Linked DNA regions of Zea mays: region 1 is linked to region 2. Evidence: chromatin contacts called from public Hi-C data. All regions are on one chromosome and are shown on one strand. The core of a region is the stretch at or near the end of the contact, and the rest is flanking DNA. Distances in the headings are between cores, read along the strand shown.

The links. A called contact is a pair of places that touch in the nucleus more often than the background predicts.
Region 1: a contact with region 2 is called in a Hi-C map of leaf, with 7 times the contacts expected there. The contact joins the promoter of LOC103627858 here to the promoter of LOC100193325 in region 2. A contact is called at or near these places in 2 of 25 Hi-C or Micro-C datasets (ear and leaf).

What each region holds. Positions count from the first base shown.
Region 1 is chr5:222,120,947-222,127,674 of Zm-B73-REFERENCE-NAM-5.0, reverse strand. It overlaps LOC103627858, which reads right to left and starts at 3,887. Exons shown (of 2, transcript XM_008648170.4): 1 at 2,903-3,887; 2 at 1,274-1,632. The coding sequence starts at 3,495. The coding sequence ends at 1,521. LOC100274010 reads left to right here and starts at 3,341. Exons shown (of 6, transcript NM_001148395.2): 1 at 3,341-4,043; 2 at 4,479-4,631; 3 at 4,813-5,226; 4 at 5,325-5,401; 5 at 5,792-6,728. The coding sequence starts at 3,905.
Region 2 is chr5:221,776,386-221,783,266 of Zm-B73-REFERENCE-NAM-5.0, reverse strand. It overlaps LOC100193325 (embryo defective12), which reads left to right and starts at 5,503. Exons shown (of 10, transcript NM_001138462.2): 1 at 5,503-5,888; 2 at 6,025-6,064; 3 at 6,184-6,243; 4 at 6,623-6,684; 5 at 6,825-6,880. The coding sequence starts at 5,596.

The sequences.
Region 1 (6,728 bases), core at 2,638-5,137, 350 kb before region 2:
CCAAACCTAGTGCCGGACTGCACGCAGTAGCATAGATGGTCTTCTTTTTCACGAAGAACCCTAGAACTCGCCTCCAGAGAGACCTCGTTGAGGCTGGGGGAGAGTTCTAAGACGTTGTTCCAGATCAATAGACCGTCATGTACGTCTCTAATCGACGTAGAGTCGAAGAGAGATTGTTGTGGAAAACTAATAAACTAGATCTAAAACTAAGACTAGATTACTCTTGCTTCTAAAAATGTGAAGAAAGATGTAAATAAGGTAAAATTAATAAGTAGATTTGATTGTATCGATTGTATGGGTTCAATGAACCGTACTCTTTCATCTATATAAACGGTGGAGGTCTGAACCTATTATAAGTCGGTTCTCAAGTTAATCTCGTAGATTTTACTAATAAATTACACTAAAAATCCGGAACCCTAAACGATTCACACGGGCGAACAGTCCGCGTGCCATTTTTTTTTGTTCAACAATCTCGCAAACGGCTGTACGTGTCATACTACACACAAACGGTGATAGATGTACACCAAACGGTCTTAGTGCGTTTGATTGTCTGTATTTGTTGTTGCTTGCATCGCTGGATGCAATGAGTTGTTGCTTGGTTGTTGTCAATCAGGCATTTGTGTGTGCGAGATGTGTGTTTGTTTGCCTGCGTAAAGATATAGAGCCAGACTTACACGATACTCAAAGCACCTTCACGGACGAGTGCTTGCCGATATGGTGATGTCTGAAATCTGGATAGTTTGTGCTATATGTTAATACCTAGTTATCCTTTAATTGGGGATGGGGACCCATTGGGACCCGAAACTCGAATGAGGATGTGTATGCCATGAGTTTTACACCCATAATGGTATGAGGATGGATCAAACATGACGAGATGGGTCTGAGATGTTATAAACCGGTAGGAAATTCTTAATTGACATCTCTAAGCACGACTCATGATGGTTCTCACACCGGTTTAGGTTGTATCTATGTCGTATCGAGATGTCACGTGCCACTTATCCGGCATATAGGCGGGCCCTATAGCGGTGGCACGCTAGAGGTTGGAGGCAGGGGCGGACCAGGAATGTCTTCCGACGGTGGGATATGGCGGCATTGAGATCGGCGACGCCGCATTTCCTCAACACATGCGTCTTTAAGTGTTTTAAGCCTAAAATAGTCATTTTTGCTTCGCCAATCACCTAATAAATAGCTGAAAACTTGGATAAAAACCAGCTCATCTATTAACTTCCTATCTAGCTAGAATAAGCTAATTTAGGACTATTTAGGAAAACCATTTTTTAAAGACTACTAGTTTATTTTTCTTTGAAAAATAGAAATCACTCGGAAACATGGAGTTTCCAACTATTTTAGCACGCTTGTAATGGTATCAAACAGCCTCTTAATCTAGCAGAAGCAGTACGGGACGAGTGGTTCCATCGTCGTCCATGCCCGTGATCCGTCCTAGCAGGCAGAACTACTCCGTTCTGGTGACCGACAACAACACGCTCGCGTCGCGTCGCGTCGTCGTATGCTCTCCCATGTCAACGCACCATCGCTTCCTGCTCCGTTCCGTCGCATCGAGTACACACGTACACGTGGTTGGAGAGCTCTGATGCCACGCACGCCGCACCATTCAACAGAAACAACAAAGCACTGCACGTAGAAAGAGAAATCATCATGGACAAACAAAGCAAGCAGCCTACTAGCCTACTACTCCCGTGCAGACTGCAGTACCAGTACTACGGGTCTACTACTCCTGCTGCTAGTAGCTCGTACCACCACTCCAGCAGAACACGACAGCCAGTGACGACGCACACAATGATGTCGGTATGCGTATATGTCCTAAACCATGATTACCTTCATGGTCACCCATCACATGCGTTAGGCTTTAATATGTACCGATTTTTACTACTTTTATAATATTGTTGTTTATATATGAAACATTCTAAGCAACCGTCTTTAATTCGAAACGAACGACCCAATAATCTCATTCATTACCGACACATATTTTTCCCCAATAAAGACTAGTTTGTCAATCCTATTATCAAGAGATTTCTATTTTACCAGAAAAAAAAATAGTTCATTTTATTGGGAAAACGTGAACCCCCGAGAAAATGAAGTTATTAAACTAGCCCTAAGGAGCTGGTTTGGTGACTAGAAAACTAGAGGAACCCCCCTTTCTATTTCCCCCTCCAATTTTGTGGTCACCAAATCAACCATATTTGTTGATCTCTGCATCCTGAAATACAATTAGAGGTGGTAATGGATCACGATCTAAATGTTTCTTCATAAATTTTAGGGTCCTAAAAAGATTTTAGTTTAAAAATAAATAGAAATAGAATCCGATCCGATTCTTAAATATTCTAGTGTAAAATTTAGAGTCTATTACCATCCCTAAGTACAATATATTTTCCTAGCATATCTATTTAGCGGGTGTTTGGTTTTCCTTACTAAAGTTATGTCATGTTAGTTAAATGTTTGGATACCAATCATAAGTAATAAATATAAGCTTAATTATATTTAATAAATTTGTCTCGTATTCTAATTTTAGTTTTTACTGTGTAATTAATTTTATAATAGAATTATATTTAATGTTCGTAATTATCGCTCAAACATTCGATATGACAAGTACTAAACTTTAATTGTGTGATCCAAACACCCGTATTTATTGACACTTTTTAATAAAATTTGTTCAAAGTTTAGTTAGTTTGACAAGATTAGAATCGGAATCATATCGTATTCTGTTCTGGACGGGCGTAGTATTAAGAGATTCAGATAAAACAAAAAGAATACACCGCGGAGTAGCAGTACAAATTTACGGAGAGATAGAGAGAGGGCTTTGACAGTTTCACAGGAGGTAGCAGTGGTCTCGAATGGCTTGGTTGCATTGCACGGCGGAGAGGATCACGCACGCTGTAGTTACCAGTGGTTGCTTGGACATGGGCGGGGTCCACTCGCTTTTCCCGCCGCCGCCACCACCGCCATTTTGACCCACGTATATCTACCATCCATGGCTGCCAGCCATGGGAGGATGCTCGCCACCGCACCGCCCGTGCCACAGGAACCAAAAGCTACAGACCTCTCGTCAATCCATGCTGAGCAGCAGTGGCGCTGTGGAAGAGGCGGAGCGGAGGGGAGGGGAGGGGAGCCGAGCTTGGCGTGGACTGTAGTGACTGCTGAGCTTGCTTGTGTAGAAGAGGTGGGAAAGAGGGAAGAGTCAGAGAGGGAGACAGAGGTGGCTTGGTTCATCTGTAACAGTCGCCATCTCTGCCTGCTTTCCAGCTCCTTTGCTTGCTTTCCCTGCCCATCTCTTTTGTTCTGGCCTGCCCTCTCCATCCCGTCCAACTCCCTATCCTTCCTCCTTTTGCTTTCCCACATCTTTGCTCCAATAATGATGGCGTGGTGGTGGGTTTGGTCGTGAACCTGCCGCTGTGGCTGTGCTGCATCCCCCACCCTCGCCGCTCCCTCGTCCAAATCCACCAGCCGTTCGCTTTCCTCTCCTCTCCTCTCCATCATCCCGGCCGGCTCGCCAGTCGCCACCCTCCCTTTCCTCTTTTCAGCTACAGTTGAGCTTGGGCAGTAGTAGGTTGGTTCTGCTTCCCTTCCCCTCCCCCGATCCCTTTTCCTTGCTGGGGATCGGGAGGCCTTCAGGCTTCAACCCATCTTCCTCCCTGTCCACATCTCGCTCCTTGTTTGGGGTAGTGCCGGCTGGTGGTGCCGCTACTGCTAGCCGGGAACCCAATTTCTTGATAGGACTGGACGACTGGTGCGTGCCAACCACGAGTTTTTCCTGTTCGCTTTGCTTTCTCGGCTCAGCTACTGCTGCTCTGCTAGGAACACCAACAGTAGTGTGTTCTTGCGCCGGCTTTTCTTGCCGTGTTTCGGGTCGATATTATTGGGAGGGTGGGTCTCCCGTCCCGTTTCGATGAGGCCGGAGGAGAGAGATGCTGCCGTGGGGAGAGTCAGGGACCAGTTCCCCGTCGGCATGAGGGTCCTCGCCGTGGACGACGACCCCGTGTGCCTCAAGGTGCTTGAGAACCTCCTGCGCCGCTGCCAGTATCATGGTAAGGATTTCTGCGCCACAGGGCTATCATTTTTATTTCTGCGGCCTGGAGACTGCTAGTATATATATTTCTAGTTCAGCGCTGCGTTGTTAGATTTCTCTTTTCCTGGATTTTGCCAAATTATCTGCTTCCAGAGTAGACGCTAAAAAATAAAGATGCTGTTGTGCAATTGCGTAACACTAGTTGTTACAGTTATATATTACATATGTACTTATCATGTATAGATTCTTCCCGCAGCTACAGATTTGTTTACATCGAATGATCAAAATAGTTAAGCACTGAATTGGTAACCTCACTACACTTTTTATATTATGTATGCTGCATTTTTTTGGGTGGGTGTACTACAATTTGGGTACTTTCACATGCAGTATGTACAAGATGCTTGTTCTGGCTTTTGCTATAGCTACTCACCTGTAAGACTTTTCATATTTGCAGTGACAACGACGAATCAGGCTGTTGTCGCCTTGAGTATGCTGAGGCAAAACAGGGACCTGTTTGATCTTGTTATTAGTGATGTTCACATGCCAGACATGGATGGCTTTAAGCTTCTAGAGCTTGTGGGGCTTGAAATGGACCTCCCTGTCATTAGTAAGTCAAAATTGCTATATCTTACTGGTGGCCGACTCTCACTGTTGTTGATAGTAGTATGCAGCTTTTATTTAATGATATTCTTATACCATCTTCAAAGTAACCATGGCATACAGCAAATCTTAAGCCTGTATTTGAGGAAGGCAAAACTTAGAATGCTAACATGTCATTATACATGCAGTGTTATCGGTGAATGGAGAGACAAAAACTGTAATGAAGGGGATAACTCATGGTGCCTGTGACTATCTCTTAAAACCGGTTCGGCTGGAAGAGCTTAGGAATATCTGGCAGCATGTTGTTAGGAGGAAATTCAGTAACTGTGATCGTGCTAACAATGATGGCTATGAGGAGTGCAATAGGCCATCAAATGCAGATTTTGATCTTGCTCACAGCCAAATTACAGCTGGGCCACCTGACCAAAGTGGGAGGCCCAGCAAAAAGAGGAAGGAATATCATAGTGAAGAGGAAGATGAAGGAGAAGAGAGTAATGGCCAAGATAACGATGATCCTTCAGCTCCAAAGAAACCAAGGGTTGTTTGGTCAGTTGAACTGCACCGAAAATTTGTTGCTGCTGTCAATCAGCTAGGAATTGACAGTGAGTCCCACTGCCACCTGCTGTTTTTTTTTCAGCTTTGCTGCTGTTAAGTTATTTGCCACGGTTCATTCACAACCTAATCTTTTCTGTTGACGCAGAAGCCGTGCCAAAAAGGATACTTGAGCTCATGAATGTTGAGAGACTCACCAGGGAAAATGTTGCAAGTCACCTGCAGGCAAGGCATCTATGGACTTAACCCCACTTTGTTCTGTTTAGCCGCCTCACCACCCTCATTAAGCAAGACATATCTGTTTTAGGAATACTATACAGTGGGAGTGCATGACAAGTGCATATATTTATTAAAATTCTTTGGTTGTTGCTGACCAGTCTTATAAATGTGGAAGAAAGGACACATAGACTGTTCCATAGCTGTATTTTCAGTTTATCGTGTAACATTTGGTTTAGACTTAATATTGCATACATTGTGAAGCTGAAAAGGACTCAGCAAGCATATCCCTGCAAAATTGCTCCTCTTGTTACTGTACATATCCAATGCCAAAATAAACTAAATTGTAGCTGACCATATATATATGCATCTAAACTGTTTGCTTTGTGTGCCATGCAGAAGTATAGACTCTACCTTAAACGGCTAAGTGCTGTGGCATCACAACAGGCTAGCATTGTTGCTGCTTTGGGAGGCAACGACCCCTTTATGCGGATGAGTGCATTTGAAGGACTCCATGGTTATCAATCTTTTGTCTCTTCAGCAGCTCTGCCATCTTTCAGTCCACAGGGACTGTTAAATAGAAATAATCCAGCATCATTTGCGATTCAAGGGGTGTCTGCTTCCAGGCCAATTCAGATTGCAACCGGCAATACCACAATGAGTCATTCCATTGGCGATCCAAATGATAAATATCACCTTAGCTTACCAGGCACTAGTTGCCTACAAGGAAATCTAGCACAAGGTTTGCCAACTCCAGTTGGGCAGGTCCAGCTGCCACAGAAGTGGATACACGAAGAAACCGACGATCTATCTACTATCCTTTCTGCGAGTGGCCGGGCTAATAGTGGTGTTCCTGGCACACTCCAAAGTGTCACGAACAGTCACTTGCTGCAGCAAGGCTTTGTTGAACGTAGACAAGACAAAGTTGTTATCCAGCCATCTTCATCTGCAAGTTCAGATCGTCCTGAAGGCACTGTTGGAGTTTCCTCCAGTCTGATGGATTCCTGTGCAACCCAGCAGAGGGTTGTTCCATTGTCTGCCTTCTCTAGCAGTGCATCTCCAATGAATGGCTCGTTTTGCAGCAACGGTGTAGCTGAGTTGGGTGCTACATCCTCTGGAGGTACAAGTATTTTCCCCTCCAATGACCTGAGGATAGAAAGAGACAGCAAAGTGGGAGCTAGCTCTTTTGGTAGTGTGATACTTCTGTCTCCAGACACTGTGCCAAACCAAAAATACTTGAACTTCGGCGGTGGAAGCGATTTGAGATCGAACATGGAGGGAGGGAACGCAGGCAATCTGTTGAATCCCAAGCTACTATGGAGTTGTTTGCCGGCCT
Region 2 (6,881 bases), core at 4,254-6,753:
AAGGGGGAGTTTTTGAAATCTTTAATCAATCTCTTTTGGAATGACTCTCTTTATGCTTCAACATGTGTGTTTGACTTAGAGATAGAGATTTGAGTTTGATTTGCAAAAACAAACCAAGTGGTGGCAAAGGATGATCCATATATGTCAAAATTGAATCAAAATAAATTTGAGTTTTATTTGAAGTGATATTGCACTTGTTCTAGTAGCTTTATGTTGTGTTGGCATAAATCACCAAAAAAGGGGGAGATTGAAAGGGAAATGTGCCCTTGGGCCATTTCTAAGTATTTTGGTGATTGAGTGCCAACACAGGTGCTTAAATGTGAATCTATACCCATGGATGGACAAAGTTCAAATCAAGAGTAAAGGTATGTTTCTAAGCCTTAGTACATTGCTTTGAAGACTAATGTATTGTGTCTAAGTGCTTGAAACAGGAGAAATCGAGTCAGAGAAAAGTTGGCTGTGTACAGCCAAAAGGCTGTTCGGTCTGGAGCACCGGACTGTCCGGTGGTGCACCGGACAGTGTCCGGTGCGCCAGGCTGCCTCGAGCGAAGTGGCCGCTCTCGGGAATTCGCCAACGGCGTACGGCTAAAATTCACCGGACTGTCCGGTGTGCACCGGACTGTCCGGCGAGCCAACGGTCAGCCGGGCCAACGGTCGGCCGCGGAATCTGCGCGCGACACGTGGCCGGGCCAACGGTCGGAAGGGGGCACCGGACTGTCCGGTGTGCACCGGACTGTCCGGTGCGCCAACGGCTCCCAGATCTGCAACGGTCGGCTGCACCATTTTTGGAAGGAAATCGGGCACCGGACTGTCCGGTGTGCACCGGACTGTCCGGTGCGCCACTCGACAGAAGGCAAAAATTGCCTTCCCAGATTGCTCTCAACGGCTCCTAGCTGCCTTGGGGCTATAAAAGGGACCCCTAGGCGCATGGAGGAGTACACCAAGCAACCTTAGAGCATTCTTGATCATCCACACTCAGTCTTTGCGCATTCGTTTGTCATTCTCAGTGATTCGAGCTCCGTTCTAGTGAGAACTTTGAGATAGTCTTTTGAGCTCGATTCTTGGCCTTGTGTGTGTGCATTTTGCTGTGGATTTGTGTGTTGCTTCCCTCCCTTACTTCGTATTTCTTTGTGAATCTCAAGTGTAAGGGCGAGAGACTCCAAGCTGTGGAGATTCCTCGCAAACGGGATATTGAAAGGCAAAGCAAAACACCGTGGTATTCAAGTTGGTCTTTGGACCACTTGAGAGGGGTTGATTGCAACCCTCGTCCGTTGGGACGCCACAACGTGGAGTAGGCAAGCGTTGGTCTTGGCCGAACCACGGGATAACCACTGTGTCATCTCTGTGTTTGATCTCTTGTGGTATTGTGTTTTGTTGAGACTCCTCTCTAGCCACTTGGCGATTATTGTGCTAACACTTAACAAGTTTTTGTGGCTATAAGTTTAAGTTTCACAGGATCACCTATTCACCCCCCTCTAGGTGCTCTCAGGTATTCAAGTGGGTCTTTGGACCGCTTGAGAGGGGTTGATTGCAACCCTCGTTCGTTGGGACGCCACAACGTGGAGTAGGCAAGTGTTGAACTTGGCCGAACCACGGGATAAACCACTGTGTCTATCTGTGATTGATCTTCTTGTGGTTATCGTGTCTTGCAAAGACTCTTATCTAGCTCCTTGGCTTTATTGTGCTAACTCCTAACCAAGTTTTGTGGCATTAAAGTTTAAGTTTTACAGGATCACCTATTCACCCCCTCTAGGTGCTCTCAGAAATTTCCCGTGGAGAATCGGGAATCGAGACCCGTTGCCATTTCTATAAACAACAAGCTTTTCTCTTTTTCTTTCCCAACAAGAACGTGATAGCTCTAAGGTTATGATCAACCGATCGTGTTTCTAAAGATTGAAATAAAAGATATGGACAGGAGACAACCTTAGCCCATACGTTGCTCTATATGGAAGGGCAACATCGGCGGTGTTTGGTGTTGTTGATGATAGTTAGGCATCGACCGCGATGGTCGCTTCTGATGTCTTTAGGCTCGTATAGACGTGTAAAATATTATTTTTTTGCTATAAATTGCACTGTTTAGAAAATCGATTTTTAAAATAAGAAGTGTGATAGGGAATCATAAAGGTAGTACGCTGGAGACCGTCCCAGTTAGGGATGGCAAATTAACTTGCAAATCCAAAACCCGACGGGTATCCGACTCGACGGGTGCGATATAGGTGAAGTTTTTTTACCTATAGGTGCACCCGCACTCGACCTGAAGTTTCACATTTGTGGGTGTGGGTTTCTATTTTAACCCGCGTTGACCCACACCCGATTTGAAATTTGGTTTATTCTTTATTTTGCACAAAAATAATTAAGATACAATAGTAATTAGTTTGATAAGTAACTTGGCTAATAATTCATGAAATGTTTTGTTACTCCTCAACATGGAAAGACATAAATTCGTAGATATAACTCAATTATTCACGGTTCTTAATTTCTTATAGCCGAAATATTGTTTAAAAATGTGTACTGAGTAAAAATCTGCGTGTGACTCGAAACCCGATAGGTTCAGATGCGGGTTTGGAATTGCACCTACGATACGATCACGAGTGGGTTTAGATAGACTTCACGTGTGATCATGGGTGGATTTTTGCTCCACCCGATCAAAAGTCGATCCATTGTGATTAGAGGTGTCAATGGGGAATTCTCCATTGGATTTGGACACCTCGTACCCATTGCCATGAAGCTATACTTATCCCCATCTTCGTACCTATACCCATTATAGGTATAAGGTTCATCCCATACATATCCCCATTCACGTATTGGTTCCTTATTGGGTCTCCATCTCCAACAAAAAAACATTATCACATTATATTTTATTTGACACACGTGACACCCAACAACAATATATCACCAATAAATTTAACATGTAAAAAGAAAAACATTGTTTAACCATATAAAACAACAAAAACAAAGTGACACGTGGGCTAATGGATGAGGCGGTTAGTGGCTGCATGCCTGTGTTGGGTAGATGTATAGGTGTACATTCGGGTCGGGCCGCCCAAGCCCGAAAAGACCCGTATTATTTGAATTTCGGCTTGACCCGTTTGAATTTCGGGTCGGGCTGGTCCATGGGCCTAGCCCTCGGCCCACGACCCGGCACATAATTACTTAAACGTGTCGGGCTCATTTTGTGTGGCCCGAAATTATAAAAGCCTGAAATTAATTTTTTGGCCCGAAATTCATATCAGAACCCTAAATTCAAAACAAATTTAATAAAACAAATAAAAGATAAGCCAAATAAATCTGAACAAAAACAAACTTAATATTTGTATTAAAGTTACGAGAGCTATGCAACGACTACCTCGTTTACAAATCATTTTGTTAGAAGGAAAAAGAAGTAAAATCAGCTCTATACAAAGTTCGTAAGTTCAGTTTATTATCTAATGTTCATAATAAAAGTAAAATTACATCACATACTCCAATTCAAAGCTACAAAAAAACATCTAACTAGCATTATCTCTAACTTTATGTTCTTTATCAAGTAAATGAAAATGTGGAATGCAGTGCAGTTTTAATAAATACTAGTCGGTTGCCCGTGCGTTGCGACGGCTTACAACAATACCCACGTAAACTGTCAACCAAAAAGATCTCAATATTTTTTATTGATTGTCCCTGCTCTTCGTATAATATTCTTTTGATTTGGCTAATTGATGTTATTGTTTACTCCATGTAATATGTCTTGGTACAACGCGGCCAATGAAGTGTGCAATTAGAAGAGAGTTCACAACGACGACTGACTGAACGAACAGAAATTATAAAATGATATAATTCCACGATACAGAGACCAAATAAGAAAAAGTTTGTGAGCTCAAGTTTCTAAAATAAGTCACATGAACTCAAACTTATAAAAAAGATAGATCAAAATATGAAGTGATTGTTAAAGTCAGGCACCAATAAACACTGGATGCGCTACATATAAATTATGCTACTTCGTAGCAATTACTAACATTTAAAACCAATAAATAACCTTTCCTTTTACTGTTAGTGTGACAAATCATTGTTGCTCCATTCAATTCAGCAACCTCAAACACCATGAAGCCCATTGCGCCAATGTGGTCTCAGAAACGACCTAATGCTTGCAAAAGGCAAGAACGACGTGTCGTGCTTGGGCTATAGCCTCGGCTCGTAGTGCTGGCCCGGCCTGACACGATTATATTTTTTATTTTACAAAAAACGTATATACGTATATACAATTTATATTCAATATTAAAAACATCTTAGTATGATGTTCTACTGGTTAGACACTTTCACCCAGTGTCTGTCGCCCTGATGGACTTCTTTCATCAGGGCATGGGTTCGAATCCCATCTCATGCACCATTTTTTAACATTTTACGTTGATTTAATCAAATGGGTCGACAGGCTAACAGGCTGGTCTGGCATAGTCAGCAGGCCGGCATGACGGGACGACGTTGAAACTGGTGCTTTAAGTACAGTATAGATATGGGCATTTCGTGTCTCTATATGGGTCATTCCGTGCCTGCCTTAAATGGGTCGTGCTCGTGCCCGCCCATGGGCCGCGACCTTGGCCCAAACCCGGCTCGACACTAAAATATTTTGAGTCGTGCCGTGCCTGGGTCGTGCTTTTTTCCGTGCTTCGGTCCGGCCCATGAGGCCCAGCCCAAAAGTACACATATAGATAGATGGGTGCTTAAAAGAGTTGCGAGCGATATGGTTAGTTGTCATGCTTATACCCATGTGTAATCAGGTACGAATTTATGCTTTTCCATATTCATACCCACACACCCAATGGGTGAAGAATTTCTCTAAATATGTACCCATGGAGATTAAAATCCTCACATATCCTACCCCTAACAACTTGTTTAGGAGAAAAGGAAATGAGTGGATTGGAGGGGCTAAAATCTCCTTACTATATAAAATTTAATAACAAGAAGATTTTATTTCCTCTAATCTCCTACATTCCCCTTTCTCCTAAATATACCCTAATTGTCATCGCCATGGTTAACGGGTATGCGGCTCCATTGACACCTCTAAATGTGATCCCTAGTCCTATTTCATCATCTATCTCATCTTCTATTTCAAATTTTATTCTGTAAAACAGTATTAAATAGTGTTACCTATTGTACTACATCCTATTTTAGCAGCTTCATTCCGGGCTCAACGGATCTTAACCTACCACCGCAAAGTACGGATGGAAACACTGTCGTTTACCGTCTTCACTTCAGCAATTCGGAGGAGATTGGACGCCACAAATCTCGATCCGGGAAATCCAGGCGAACCTCGTGACTGGATTCAAGTCCGGTATACTGGAGATTTTGGAACGAAATCGAAGCGGAGACGAAATCCTCGAAGGCCCAGAACGTAAGTGACCTCATCACTCAGGCCCAGACCCAGTCCACAACAAAACGGGATTCACTACGAGGCTCATAACACTAAGGCCCACGTCCCTTCGCCCAGACCCCCACCGGAAGGGCTCTCATCGTCCCCTCCACTCCACTCGTTTCTTTCGCTTCCCGCGGCGAAAGCCCTCGAAGCAGATAAGGCCTACCGGCTGCCGCCGTGCCCGTGCTCGCGCTCGACCACCGCCGGCCATGGTCGGCGTCGCCCTCGCGCCGGCAGTGTCCCGCGTGCCTTGCCGTCCCGGCGCTTCCTTCCACGCCTCGCGCCCCTCCTCTTCGGCGCGGCTCCCGGCCAGGCCGCGGGCGCGGGCGCGGGCGCCGCCGGAGAGGCTCGTGGTTGTCGCGCGGTACTCGTCCTCGTACGAGGTCGAGGGCGAGGAGGAGGAGGAAGATGAGGAAGGGCTCGGGGGTGGCGGAGGCTGGGGGAGGAGGGACCGCGGGCCCGACCCCGACTACGACCCGGCCCTTGACATCGAACGCATCGAGTACGTCTCGCCTCTCGCGTGCCTTATATTTTATATTTACATATATAACATGTATCCGTCGTTGCAAATCTATACTATTAACTGCTGCCGTGGTCGTCTACGTGTGTTCACGTTGCGTGGTGCCTCTCTTTGTTAGGTCCTCGACCGTAAGGCTATTGGACGAACAGAAAAGAATGGTAATTCTCATCTCTAGTTATGCTGCTTCGCTAATTTTAGATTTCATTGTTGTGCATCGTTAGATTAGCTGTTCATTTGGGCATTCCTCTTCATTGTTTTCCTACATATATATATGTAGGTTGGTGTAGTATCTGTCAGCGAGGCAGTTCAGATTGCAGACGATAATGATCTTATACTGGTACGCTATTTGCCTCAGATGTTTTTACTTATTCTTTTCCTCCAAAAGGATACATTTCAGCATAAATGTTGTACAGAGAGTAACTGAGGATTGTTCACTAGCATAAATGATTATTGTAGCAGTCATGAGTTGTCATGCGATGGCTAAAAACTCTGGCCCTAACACTAGCTACTTGCTACTAGAGCAACAAAGTGAACACGATAGTTTTTTATTCCCTGCTCGGTGCAATATCTGCAGGCGCATGAACTAGCTTTGCAAACTGCCTTCATAAACAGGACATATGCTTACCTTATACCAGACGTTCATTCATCAGACGACACTTGCTATTAGTCTACTACTAATGTACACCAATTAGGATTGCTGATATTTTCTATTTCAGGCAATATTATCAATGGATGGGGACCCCCCAGTACTTCGACTCTTTGATGAGAGAGATTACAAGTATGTTGCAATTAACAACACACCAACCTATAGTTTAAATGCTTTTAGAAAAAAAAAGATTGTATAGTCGCATGGTTTGTTTGATTCAGACTTTATTCATTTTAGGATCATATGAATGCATTTTTGTTGGTTTTGTACAGAAAACATAGGTATGAACAACAGAAGAAGAAAAAGATTCAGCAGAAAAGATCTGTCGG